2 separate regions of the Mus musculus genome follow, and region 1 is linked to region 2. The links are chromatin contacts, called in public Hi-C maps. All regions are on one chromosome and are shown on one strand. The core of a region is the stretch at or near the end of the contact, and the rest is flanking DNA. Distances in the headings are between cores, read along the strand shown. Region 1 has its middle 100 kb from the start of Gm24471. Region 2 has its middle 44 kb from the start of Gm24471.

Region 1 (5,638 bases), core at 525-3,024, 150 kb after region 2:
TGACTAGGACCTCAGAGTCAACACTCTCACCGTGACCCAGTGGGCCATGCAGTCACCTGGATATGAAGCAGCTGGGTCATAATGAAGGGGAACGTTTGAAAAATCACTGTGATCTAAAGGAGCGAGACCATTTCTCTGTAAACAGTTTGGGATCTGCCTTGCATGGGTACAGAGTATGGGAGGAAGGTCGGCATCTGCATATTATTGTGAACTGAAGTTTCTAGGGAAAAAAAAAAAACCAACAGGATTCTACAAGGCCGGTTGACGAATTGATTAAAACTTAGCAGTTCCAGAGAGTTGGAATGTTTCAGGCCCAGTGCCAAATCCTCTTGGGTTTCCTTCCTTAGCCCCCTTAGCAGCCATTCATCGCCCACCTCTGTGGCTGGCCTAACACTGCTGTACTATCATGTTAACTCTTTTAGGATGTATTAACTCAACAGATCACATGCATCCACCAGCCCACAAGCTCAGGCTCCCGTCAGGACATCTGAGGCCCAGAGCAGAGAGTTCTCTGTTTTGCTGTAAGCCTGAGTATTTCCAACAAAGAGAAAAGTGCCTTGGTTTATGACATCCTTTGTTCTGTAATTCCAAATTTCATGAACCAGTCGTCACATGGGAATATGAAATTTGGGTGAACCTGAGTCCAGGTCCCCGGGCCATTGTCATTCCTATTTGGCTCTAGAATAAACCATCACTACTTGCACTTGAGGTGAAAGCTGTGTTTTGTGTTTGTATCACTGATAGATCACTGGGATAGTAAAAGGCGCATGGGTCACATGACTGGGGTCTGTATCTGTGGGCCCTCCACAGTCCTGCAGATCTGTCTAAATGTCATCCCAATATCTTCCCAGGAGAACTGTGAGGGCCTGATAAAACCTAAGAGAAATGCGGGCATTCCGTGTTCCCACCTACCATTGCTTCAGCTTCATTGCCTCCTACAGACCCCTGAAACAAGAACTTCGGCTGCCAGTAAGTAGGCTGTGTATTTCTAATATCTCACAGCTAACGCAAGAAAGGGGCCAGCAACACTTTGCCTTGCTTGCTGCTGCACTGAGAATTTTAACCGTGGGTTGTATGCCACAGAGAAGCAGAAAGGAAAAGGAGAGATGAAAACTTCCCAAATGGCAAATGGGCTTTTCTTGAGAAGGCAGCGTGACCAGGAAAGCAGCAGACAGATACCCAGATTCCATCCTGCATATTTTCTCCGTCCCCCCCCCCTTTGCCTCCCCAAGGAAGAGCCCAGGCCCTGGGCCAACCCAGCAACCAGAGGGCTTGCTCTGAACTATTTATAGTGCTAGGCCTTGGGCAGATCTCTTCCGATGTGGATATTTCTAGCTCTTTCTAATTCAAAGCAGCCTTTGACAGCCCTGGGCCATTACAGTGTGTGTTTAAGTGCTTTTACATATCAATATCCCAGGTCTCAAAGGATGCATAGATTAAAACAGTATTAGTCACCCTGGTTTACCCCACTGAGTGAAGTAAATTAGAGTGTCCTGTAAGTTCTCCTTTGTTTTGCAGAATGACTGACTGGGCTTTGCCATCCTAGGAAAAACGTCACATCCCTGGACTTTGGCTGGACTTGTTTTAATCATGTTTTAAATTCCTCTTCTGCCATTTATGGATTCCAAGATCACAGTGTCTCTTGTTCTCTATTTGCACGGCTTTATTAATGATAGATATACCCCATCCACCGAGGTCACCATTCACTGATCGAGAACAGTCCCACTGAAATACCGCAGCCAGCCTAAGCTGTATCCCAGAGACTTGGATCACACGGATGAGTCAGCTCCACTGGCTGGACTCAGCTTCCGCTAAGCAGCATCAGTTGGTGACATAGTATAGGCTTGCTACCTTATCTGTGGGCTAGCATCAAAGACAAAGAAGAAAGTGAGAGATAATGGGGTCAAGATATGAGGCCCTTAAATCCCTTTGGGAATACAGAGGAGATGAGACAAATAGATGCTTTGTACTCTTATATACACACCTAACAAAACGAAATTACTGCTGTTTTTATGATATAACCTATTGCAAATCTTTGCCTAGGAACTGTAAATTAAAGTTTTAGTTAAGTTTACTTAACTAAAATAGTCACTAGTAAGAACCACTTCCTATTATTTTAGAAAGACAAATCTCAGGGAGGAAGGGAGGTGGGGACTACCTTAAGGAACAATTGTGATAGCCCTCAGGTTCTTTTGGCTAGAAACTGCTTGGAGTAAATGTTTGAACATTTTAATGACTACCTACAAATGCTTGTTCCTGTAAACATGCTTAACTGTGGTCACCAGGGGCATGTCCTTGAAGAGGATATTGGACCATGTTTATCCTGCCTTCTTTCTTCTCTCCCTCTGTCCCTCTTATATGGATACCATGAGGTGAATAATTTCTTCTGTCACATTCTGCCCACCATGATGTCCTTCCTTGACTCAAAGAGCCTAGGCAACAGAGCCAACAGACCATAGGTTGTGTCCCCTACAATCCTGAGCCAAGTTAACGCTTTTATCAGGTATCCCTTCAGAGATGGGAAGCTGACTGGTGGGTTCATGTGCCTCCACTTAGTGACTGTCCTCCTTAGAACTTATTTTGGAGTTACTCGTATGAAGACCCAGCCTGCCCCTATCTTAGGCTTATAAGTCTTCTTATAGTAAAAACAAACTAGGTTCATTCCTGTTTATGATTAATATCTGTTTATCAAGAATTGGGATACATCTCACCTGTAACCTTAATTACAAATGATGCTATATTCAGGAGTGGCGATTACTCCTTTGTTTCAAAAAGTTGTTTATAACCATCTTGCAACCCTACCTTTGTTTCAAAGGATTTTATGACCATCTTGTTATAACTACCTGTAGTTATGACAACTTTGTCATGCCCACCTTGTCTTTGTTTCAGGGGGTCGTTAGGACTGAGTTGTTATGGCTATGTTCTGCTCCTATAATCTCGGCTATTTTGCCCTCCAAATCCCCCCATTTGGAAACTCCCTATTCCTGAGCTATAAATGTTTTGTCTTTCACATTTCCAATGCTGGTCTCTCAGACCCCACCTTAGGTGGAGGCACATAAAAAAAGCTTGCTTTAATTAGTTACTTTTTAAATTAATTTGGACATGATGATTTGGGTTGGTGGTCTTTCTCTTCCCATCTTTTAGATTAACACATGAAATAGAGAAGTTCACTCACTGTTTACCAGCTGTTTTCCATTCCCCAAATTCACTGATGGAATTAGCTCTCCTTTTTACTCTAATTCATAAGAAAAAAAAATTTGTTATATAGTAACTTTTAAATATATATGTAAGGCCCATTTATAAACACTTAAAGCTTTTGCTTGCTTGTTTGTTTTCTATCTTTCCACCAGTAGAAGTATTTAAGCTATGTCAACTTTCTCAATGTGTTCTGACGTCTGGTGCTGGCAGACACCCTACTATAATTATTTCAATGATTTTTTTTAATCTCTCTCTTCTCATTGTTTATTTGCCCAGATAATCCAGAGGGTCATTTTTTAAATAAAAATAATATTTGGGTTTGATTAAAAGTGTATAATGAAACTTAAATTAATTTAGGCAGAATTGCCATCACATCAATAGCAAGACTTATTGCCAAAAGGCACACTGTCCCTGTGTAGTGTTTCTAATGCTTTGCCATTCCCCATGGAGCTTGTTGGTTCCTGTCACCTCCCCGCCACCCCTAATTATCTTATATTTTAAGTGGCTCTTGTAAAATGTTAAGAAAAGTTGGTTGGGAGCAGTTGACTGAATTCTCATTTTAATTTTGAAGAGGTTTTTTTGTTGATTTTCATTTTTTAGACCCCTTCCCCGAAATGGCCAATCCACAGAAAATTATAATTTTGTCTCCTCTTTTCCAATATTTGGTCAGATTTATTTTTTCCTGTCTAATTACTTTTTGCCATTTAAAAATGATGTGGAATAATGATAGTTAGCTTTCTTGCCCATTTTAATAAAAATGCTAATACCAAGGAGTCATAAAAGCCCGTGATGTGTGAGATACACATTCCTAGATGATTAGAATTTAACCCTTTGAATGAATCTACATATTCGCCAAGCTGACCAGCATGTAGCTTCTGAAGTAGGTACTCTCTGAAGTAGGTACTACTATTCACTGTTTTTCTGTAGCGAGACACTAAGACACAAAGACACGGAGTAATTTTGACAAGGTCAAGCCGGAAGTAACTGGCAGAGAGGCAAGATTTGAATCCAATCAATGTGAGTGGCCTGGTGACTGTTTCTGATCATGGGCTTAGCTAGAATGTGGGTTGAAGGACTTAGTGGCCTCCACAATATCACTAGCATATCATACTGTTGATATTAGCTGACTGATGATAGCCACTACTAGGTTCTCCTGTGTCCATGGAGATAGTGACGGTCTAGAAGAACAGAAGCCAGGTAGCGGTATTTAACCATTCGTGGTAAAAGGGAGAGGCATAATCGCCATAAAGAGAAACCAGGGCACAGTGGACACTGGGCTTGCCACTGTATTCCCAAGGACGAGACAGATGAACATCTAGTAAGTGTGTTGTTTGGAACATATGATCACAGACATTGAAATTAGGTGAGCAGAATGTGACATCAGTTTTCACAGTGGACAGGCATAATAATCCACCCAGCTCTTACCTCAGTCGGTTCTCAGCTCTAGAACCAGTCAAGTTAAACAATGGCTGAGTCCCTTTGTAGAGAATTCTGTAAGACCACGACAAACTGTCCACAAATGGAAATTCTACCAGTCTCTCCCAAAGTGACAGAGCTAATTGAACCCCAGTGAAAAGACTGTTCAAGGACTTTCCAAGGACTATCAGATACAGAACCCCAACACAGGCATTCCTATTATAAAGAAGACATTGGGAGCCAAATGACCAGTGGAATCTGGACTCAAGTCTGTCTTACAAGAGATTTAATGTGTTTGTAGATACTCAGGTGCTCACTTCCCCAGCTCTTAGAGTATAATCTGGAGAAATACAGGCTAGTAGTATTCCATACTAGCTGTCTGGCTTTTGGAGTAAGAACTCCGACCTGATCCGTGCAGCTGCTGTGTCTCAGCTGCAACTTGTTCTGCCCCTGACTCCAACCCACCACCGCCACCCTGCCCCACATTGGTGCTGAGCTCTGTGATACCAGAGATCTGCCAAGGAGAAGAGGATGATCATGCAATAAGTGTATTGCTTAGAACATATGATCACAGACATTAAAAGTGAGTGAGTGACTGCTTTGTCATATAACTCCGTGCTTGAGTCTAACAAGAAAAGCTACAGGGAAATAGGGACTTGTGCTTCTACTTTGCTCTGTGGTCTTGTGAGCATTCCTTTGCCCCACTTCTTACCCAGGGAACATCAATTCATTGAAACCACAGCACCAGCCCTTGTAAGACCCACCTCACAATAACTCTGGAAACATCAGCATGTTAGCTAGACCTCCTTACATTTCCCACACTCCCATGGTCTCCCTGTTCTGCTGAGAGTCCCCAGAGTACTAAAGGAGTGATGTCCTTTCAAAATTTTGAGATTTGGCTCCTAGTCGAAGCTTCTACCTACGAGCATTCAAGCTTCTTCCTTGTTCTTCCAGCCTCACCAGCAGCAGTCACTGTCTTCAGTTTCTACCTCTGGGGTATCTTTGCATTCTCCTTGATTTTCCA
Region 2 (5,669 bases), core at 1,139-3,638:
CTTCTCCTGTCCATCCACCATGCATTGTGCTACACCTGTGGGGCTGGGGTGTGTGTGGAATCATCCTTCCAGTTGTTACCTGTTCCTGTTGTCAACTGCGGACAGACACGGCATCTGTGAAAAGGTGAGGCAGATTCGTTATGCTTGTGACATTCTTTGGCCCAGGTGTAGACCTGGCTGCCCTTGGGTGATGTATGTCTTATTTTGTTTCCAAGACTGTCTTGGGATAGAATTAAGGAACTTAGTATTTTGGTGTGCTAAGACCCAATTTAAATATAACACTTTACCTTGACAAAAACTTGAATTAAAAATGGGTTCTTTAGGGCTGGTACTATAGTCTAGTCCATAGAGAGCTTGCCTCGCATACATAGAGCCCTAGGTTCAATTCGCAGCAGCACCTGCACCAAGCAAACCTGTAACTGCAGCACTCAGAAGGCAGAGGGGAGAGGATTGGAGGTTCAAAGTCCTCAGATCAGTCTGAAGTGTTGCTTCTGGTGTGCTCTGTAAGCTAGTTGGGCGGACACAAATCAAAAATCACGACCTTCCTAACTGCATTCTAAATACTCATCCTTATATCCGCAGGTACATGTCGCTCTCACCCTCTATGCAAATAAAGACTATTACAGAAATCCATAACCTGTCAACATGCAGATAAGAACTGATAACACAGTTCCTACATGCGGGGCTTGAGGAACGGCAGGCGTGGGGTGGGGGATTCCTAAGAGTAGATGACCAAGACAGACAGACGTCTGCTCTGTCTTTAAGGAAGCTGCAGCCACAAAATCTCAACAATATGGCCACCTAAACAAGACCTATACAATAGTGCCACTTGACCCTTGACCTAGCAATGTGGATGATGGAAATATCACAGGGCCTTGCCTCTTCATAAAGCGCTGAGAATAATCAGTGCCTTCTAAGACAGGGAGAACCAGTCTTCTTCAAGAAAGATGGTTACCCAATCCCAACTGGGTGACCTTAACAAACTCTAAACACGAACTGGATTCAGCAGGTGTGTGTGTGTGTGTGTGTGTGTGTGACACAGAGCCCCTCCTACCACCACACAGAAAGGGGAAGATGTCCACACATGCAGCCATCCCCTTGCCAAGAAAGTGGGTTATAGACACCTAGGGTTGTGTGTTGCCACACCATGCAAGGTAGATAAAGGTCACCCAAGGCTGGCTAGCTGTGTGGCCTGCCTGCAGTGGGAACCACTACAATGTGGAAACCTGTGGTGGACAGATGACAGGGAAAGAGAAGTGGAATAGTTTGAGCATTATGGAGAGACATGGACCTGGAGACTCCAGGGTGGAGAGGACAAACCTCTTAGGGACATCCAGCCCTGCCACCTGAGGTGAAGTCCCAACCTGAGCTGCTGCTGAGGGCCATGTCTGGATCTGTGGGTTCTCAGTGGCAGGGGTTGGTATCAATGTGTGACTTGTGTTATCACTGGAGACCATAGGATGCCCCTGGTCTGGGCAGCTGCCAGGGACCCCCTGGATGAGCAGGGCCTGTGTAGAACTGGCCCTGCCCCCTCACTGGCCACAGCATTTGGGAAAGCAGGCCCTGTGCCTCACCTGGGCAGCACAGTGAAGATGGCTCTGGTGGGGGGGTGCAGGTGAGTCAACCCTGAAGGCTTGAGTGTGGGCGAGCTGACCCTATCACTCATCTGCTGTGTGGTGGTGTGGCTAGAAAAATGATTCCTCTCCCCAGTCTCCCCTTGCCACCTCCAGCAGGCGGGAAAGCTGGCCCCTGGGTCATGAGAGTAGGAGAGCTGGCCCTTCCCTGTTATTGGCTGCAGCTCTCAGGAAAGTGGGCCCTGCACCTCACCTGGGCAGCACTGTAGAGCTGCCTTGGTGAAGTCGACCCTGTGGGCCTGAGCTTGTGTTCTATGAGGTGGAATGGGCACGGGTGGGATGGTGTACCCTCCACCTGCAGTAGTTGGGAGAGCCAGCCCTGAGGTCTTTCTAGCTGGTTTTCTCCTGTCCGTCCAGCATGCATAGTGTGTATGTGTGTGTGTTGAGGGCGGGGAAGCTAGCCAGGCCCCTCACTAGTTGTAGCACTGCAGTGTTGGCACCTTTCCTGGACAACACAGTGAAGCTGCCCTGATGGTAAAGGCACGGATAAGCCGGCCTCTAGGGCCTGAGAGCAGGAGAGCTGACCTTGCTCCTGCTGCTGGCAGCAATGAGAGGTCAGAGCAGTACTGGAGAACTCACCCTGGTGATGTGGATAAGGGAGAGGAGACAGACTGACCAGCTCAGCTACCACACGGGCCCAGGGCTTTGAGTTGGCCCACCCCCAAGTCTACATTATCTGCGAACTGTTGGGCTGTGTAAAAAGGGCAGTCCTGCTGTTCCAAAGCTGCAAGATCTCCATGACACACGGCAACAACAGGAGGACTGGGAGGAGTCCTGGGGAGGATGTGGTATTGATGATATCACAGAAGCCAGAGACCTTGAACCAGACCAATGACTCATTGCAATGAACATTTGCAAGTGAAGATGTTGTGACAGAGGGGTATACTGTGGGACACACTGTGACACACTACAGCTTCCACTTTGAGAAGTTTTCTATCTCTGTTTTGTTTATTTTTTGTTTGTATGTTTTCTATTGGGGGGAGGTTGCTAGGGTGGAAGACAGATGTGAGAGGATGGGGAAATGAGTGAGACTGGGCTGCATAGTGTGAAATTCACAAGGAATCAATACAAAACAATTATATATATATATATATATATATATATATATATATATATATTGACCATATATATTTGAAAAGTGGACTCTGGAGGAATTATAGAGATAGAAAAAAAGAAGGGAAAGAAAAGAAGTTCAAGGGTTCAAGGTCATATTTGGCTACAGTAAGTTTGAGGACTACCCGGGATTCATGAGACCTTGTCTCAAAATAAATGTTATATTAGAAGTGGGGAGTAGGAAGAGGAATGATGACATAGGAGAGGAGAAGAGGAGAGGGGAGGAAGAGGGAGGGGAGAGAAGAGGAGAGGAGGGGAGAAGAAGAGAGACAAAAAGAAACAAAGCAGACATCTGCAGAGACATAAGAAACTTGAACATCAGAATTTATTTTGAACATCAGTTCAAAATAGCACTGTAGAGGGGCGGCTCCAGGGTTTGCCACACCCTTACTCTTTGCTAAACCACCTACCTGTCTTTTACCACTCCCATAGCTAACAACCCAGACAGCACTGCTATGAGAAGGTGGGTGATCAGCTCTGGAGCCTCACTAGTCTCTTGGTTGATTTACATAGAGAAAAAGATCTGCCACTGTTACTAAGAGATGCTGGACTCCAGAGCAAAAGACCAACCTGAACCTCAATTCCCCCCTCCCCCAATCCCCAAGCTCCATGTCTTACTTGTATGCCCAGAAGCTCTCTTGGTGGAAACACATCTGTGTTTGTCTACACCTTCCTTAAAAACAAGATTCCAAGGCTAGCAGAAGTATTGGTGTAAGTGAACATCTCCCAGTGTCTGGTCTGAGGTTATTTCCTCTAAAGGAAATGGTGTCTTGCTAAGGATGGGTGTGAGTAGGTGAGCACGTTCCTTCATGCATTGAATTCGACTGTCTATTCCTGGTACTTTATGCATAGGATTTGAGGCAGTCAATGCTAGTGCGGGGGGCTGGAAACAGCATTAAAGAGATGTATAAGAACTTGGATATTCTTGCCCTCTGTTAAATCCACAAATATTGGATTAAAGTGCAGCAAAAATCACAACTTTGGAGAATCAGAATGGATCCCAGGTCTGATAATTTGGGATCTGGTCTGATCAAAGATCCAGGTTGAACACCCATAATCAAAAAAAATCCCCAATCCAAAAAGCTCCAAAGCACTCCAAAATCTGAAACACTGAGTGCTGAAATGTGTCAAGTCCCAGCATGAGGCTACAGTAGGAAATCTCACACCATTAAACTTAACAAACAAAGGTACTAGGGATATTGAGTAAAATCACATCCAGGCTGTAGGTGCAATGTGCTTACAAATCATGGGGTTAAACTCTAGCTCTTTCCCCAAGATCTTACTAAATATGTGCAAATATCCCAAAATATGCAAAAAATTAAAGCCCCAAACACTCTGGTCCCAAGCATTTCAGATATCGGTTTGTCAGCAGTGTGTTTCGCTAGGGTACTTGAATCCAGCAATACTGGTGAATAATTGCTGTTATAGGTGATACCCCGAGCTGGTAGGTGTTGGCTTAACTGCTTCAAACCCCAAGTCCCATTCGTTGCTGGTTCCGGAGCCACAGGAGGATGCATGCACAGGACGGGACCACAGGAGGATGCTTGCCCAGGACAGGACCACAGGAGGATGCTTGCACAGGACAGGACCACAGGAGGATGCTTGCACAGGACGGGACCACAGGAGGATGCTTGCTCAGGACAGGACCACAGGAGGATGCATGCACAGGACTGTTTATTAGGATCACCAGTTCAGCACACTGATGGACAGGTCTCATCCTGCCCACAACCCTGCTCCAGCACTGTGTCCTCTTCTACACCCATACATGTTCTGCATTCAGATCTCTCACGTCAGTGATAAGCCAGCTGTATTATATATCAGCTGGCTTCTGGGGCACAGCATTGCTTCTATGAGAATAAAAAAGTTGTTAACTCCAGTAGCTGGTTTGCAAATTTATGGAGAATGACCCAATTACAACTTGGGGACACTTTATTTCTATAAATTGGTCTCTCTAGCTGGCATCTGGGGGTGGCTGGGCAGCACATTTAGTGAATTGCCCCATCACTTGGGAAAGGACAGAGAAGGTTCTAGAAGAGGTGAGTCAGGCTAAGGGATGGGCAGTGTGGAGGGAGGAGGAACAAAGAGCCGAGCGATATTCCAAACTCAGAATTGGTACCCAGCCAACATAGCCGTCAGATCCAGCCCCACTGAAGCTTGAAATGATGTAACAAATATTCATGGGAAATCTCTGGATGCTTCCTGAGTGGATACAGCACCCTACTTGGTGATGAGCTGGGTAGGTATATAAAGAACACTTTTTTTGCTGGGCAGCCTTGATAAGGCCATATCTTCCCCTCAGAGCTAGGGAGTTAGAAATTGAAGTTTTATATCTCAACCAGAGTCAAGCATCCCACAGAGGGTCCTACCTACTTGGATTTCACAAATTAATTGGATGGCTGTGTACTGACTCTAAAAGACCTAGAGGACTTTCAGAGAAGCAATGGGACAATGGTTAGTTTTCTATCAAGTGAGGGAAATAGCAAGTTGGATGGGAAGCTTCCAGGGTACCCTGAGAAATGTGGGACCAAGAGTGAGCGCAGTAAGCCACAAACTATCAAGAGGCAAGTCATAGGGGCTGGAGATATCACTCAGTTGGTAGAGCATGTAATGGGCCCTCTAGGAAACCACGCCTGGTAGCATTCAGCTATAACCCCAGAACTTGGGAAGTAGGGGCAGGAGATAGATAGATAGATAGATAGATAGATAGATAGATAGATAGATAGATAGATAGATAGATAGATGATAGATAGAGACAGGGAGAGAGAAACAGAGAGACAGACACAGTCAGAGAGAGACAGAGAGACTGAGACACAGGCAGAGAGAAACAGAGAGCATGTGTTAGTTGTTGGCCCAATTCTTCTACCCTGAAATGAAGCACTTTCCCAAAGGAATCAATCATAACAGCTATTCTGCTCTTCCAGA

The links. Hi-C and Micro-C count contacts between places; a contact is called where the count stands out from the background.
Region 1: a contact with region 2 is called in a Hi-C map of the N1E-115 cell line, with 4 times the contacts expected there. The contact joins two enhancer-like sites. A contact is called at or near these places in 1 of 484 Hi-C or Micro-C datasets (the N1E-115 cell line), 2 of 115 datasets of contacts at active chromatin or transcription factors (bone marrow-derived dendritic cells and embryonic stem cells) and 1 of 9 other capture datasets (embryonic stem cells).

The regions. Positions count from the first base shown.
Region 1 is chr13:99,792,882-99,798,519 of GRCm38.p6, forward strand. No RefSeq gene overlaps it. Among named protein-coding and RNA genes, the nearest start is that of Gm24471, 100 kb to the left of the region's middle. Within about 2 kb of position 1,775, at least 33 of the 459 cell types and tissues checked have an H3K27ac peak or open chromatin away from gene starts, as enhancers often do. A contact at or near this core is called in the N1E-115 cell line, where this site is marked.
Region 2 is chr13:99,645,658-99,651,326 of GRCm38.p6, forward strand. No RefSeq gene overlaps it. Among named protein-coding and RNA genes, the nearest start is that of Gm24471, 44 kb to the right of the region's middle. Within about 2 kb of position 2,389, at least 41 of the 459 cell types and tissues checked have an H3K27ac peak or open chromatin away from gene starts, as enhancers often do. A contact at or near this core is called in the N1E-115 cell line, where this site is marked.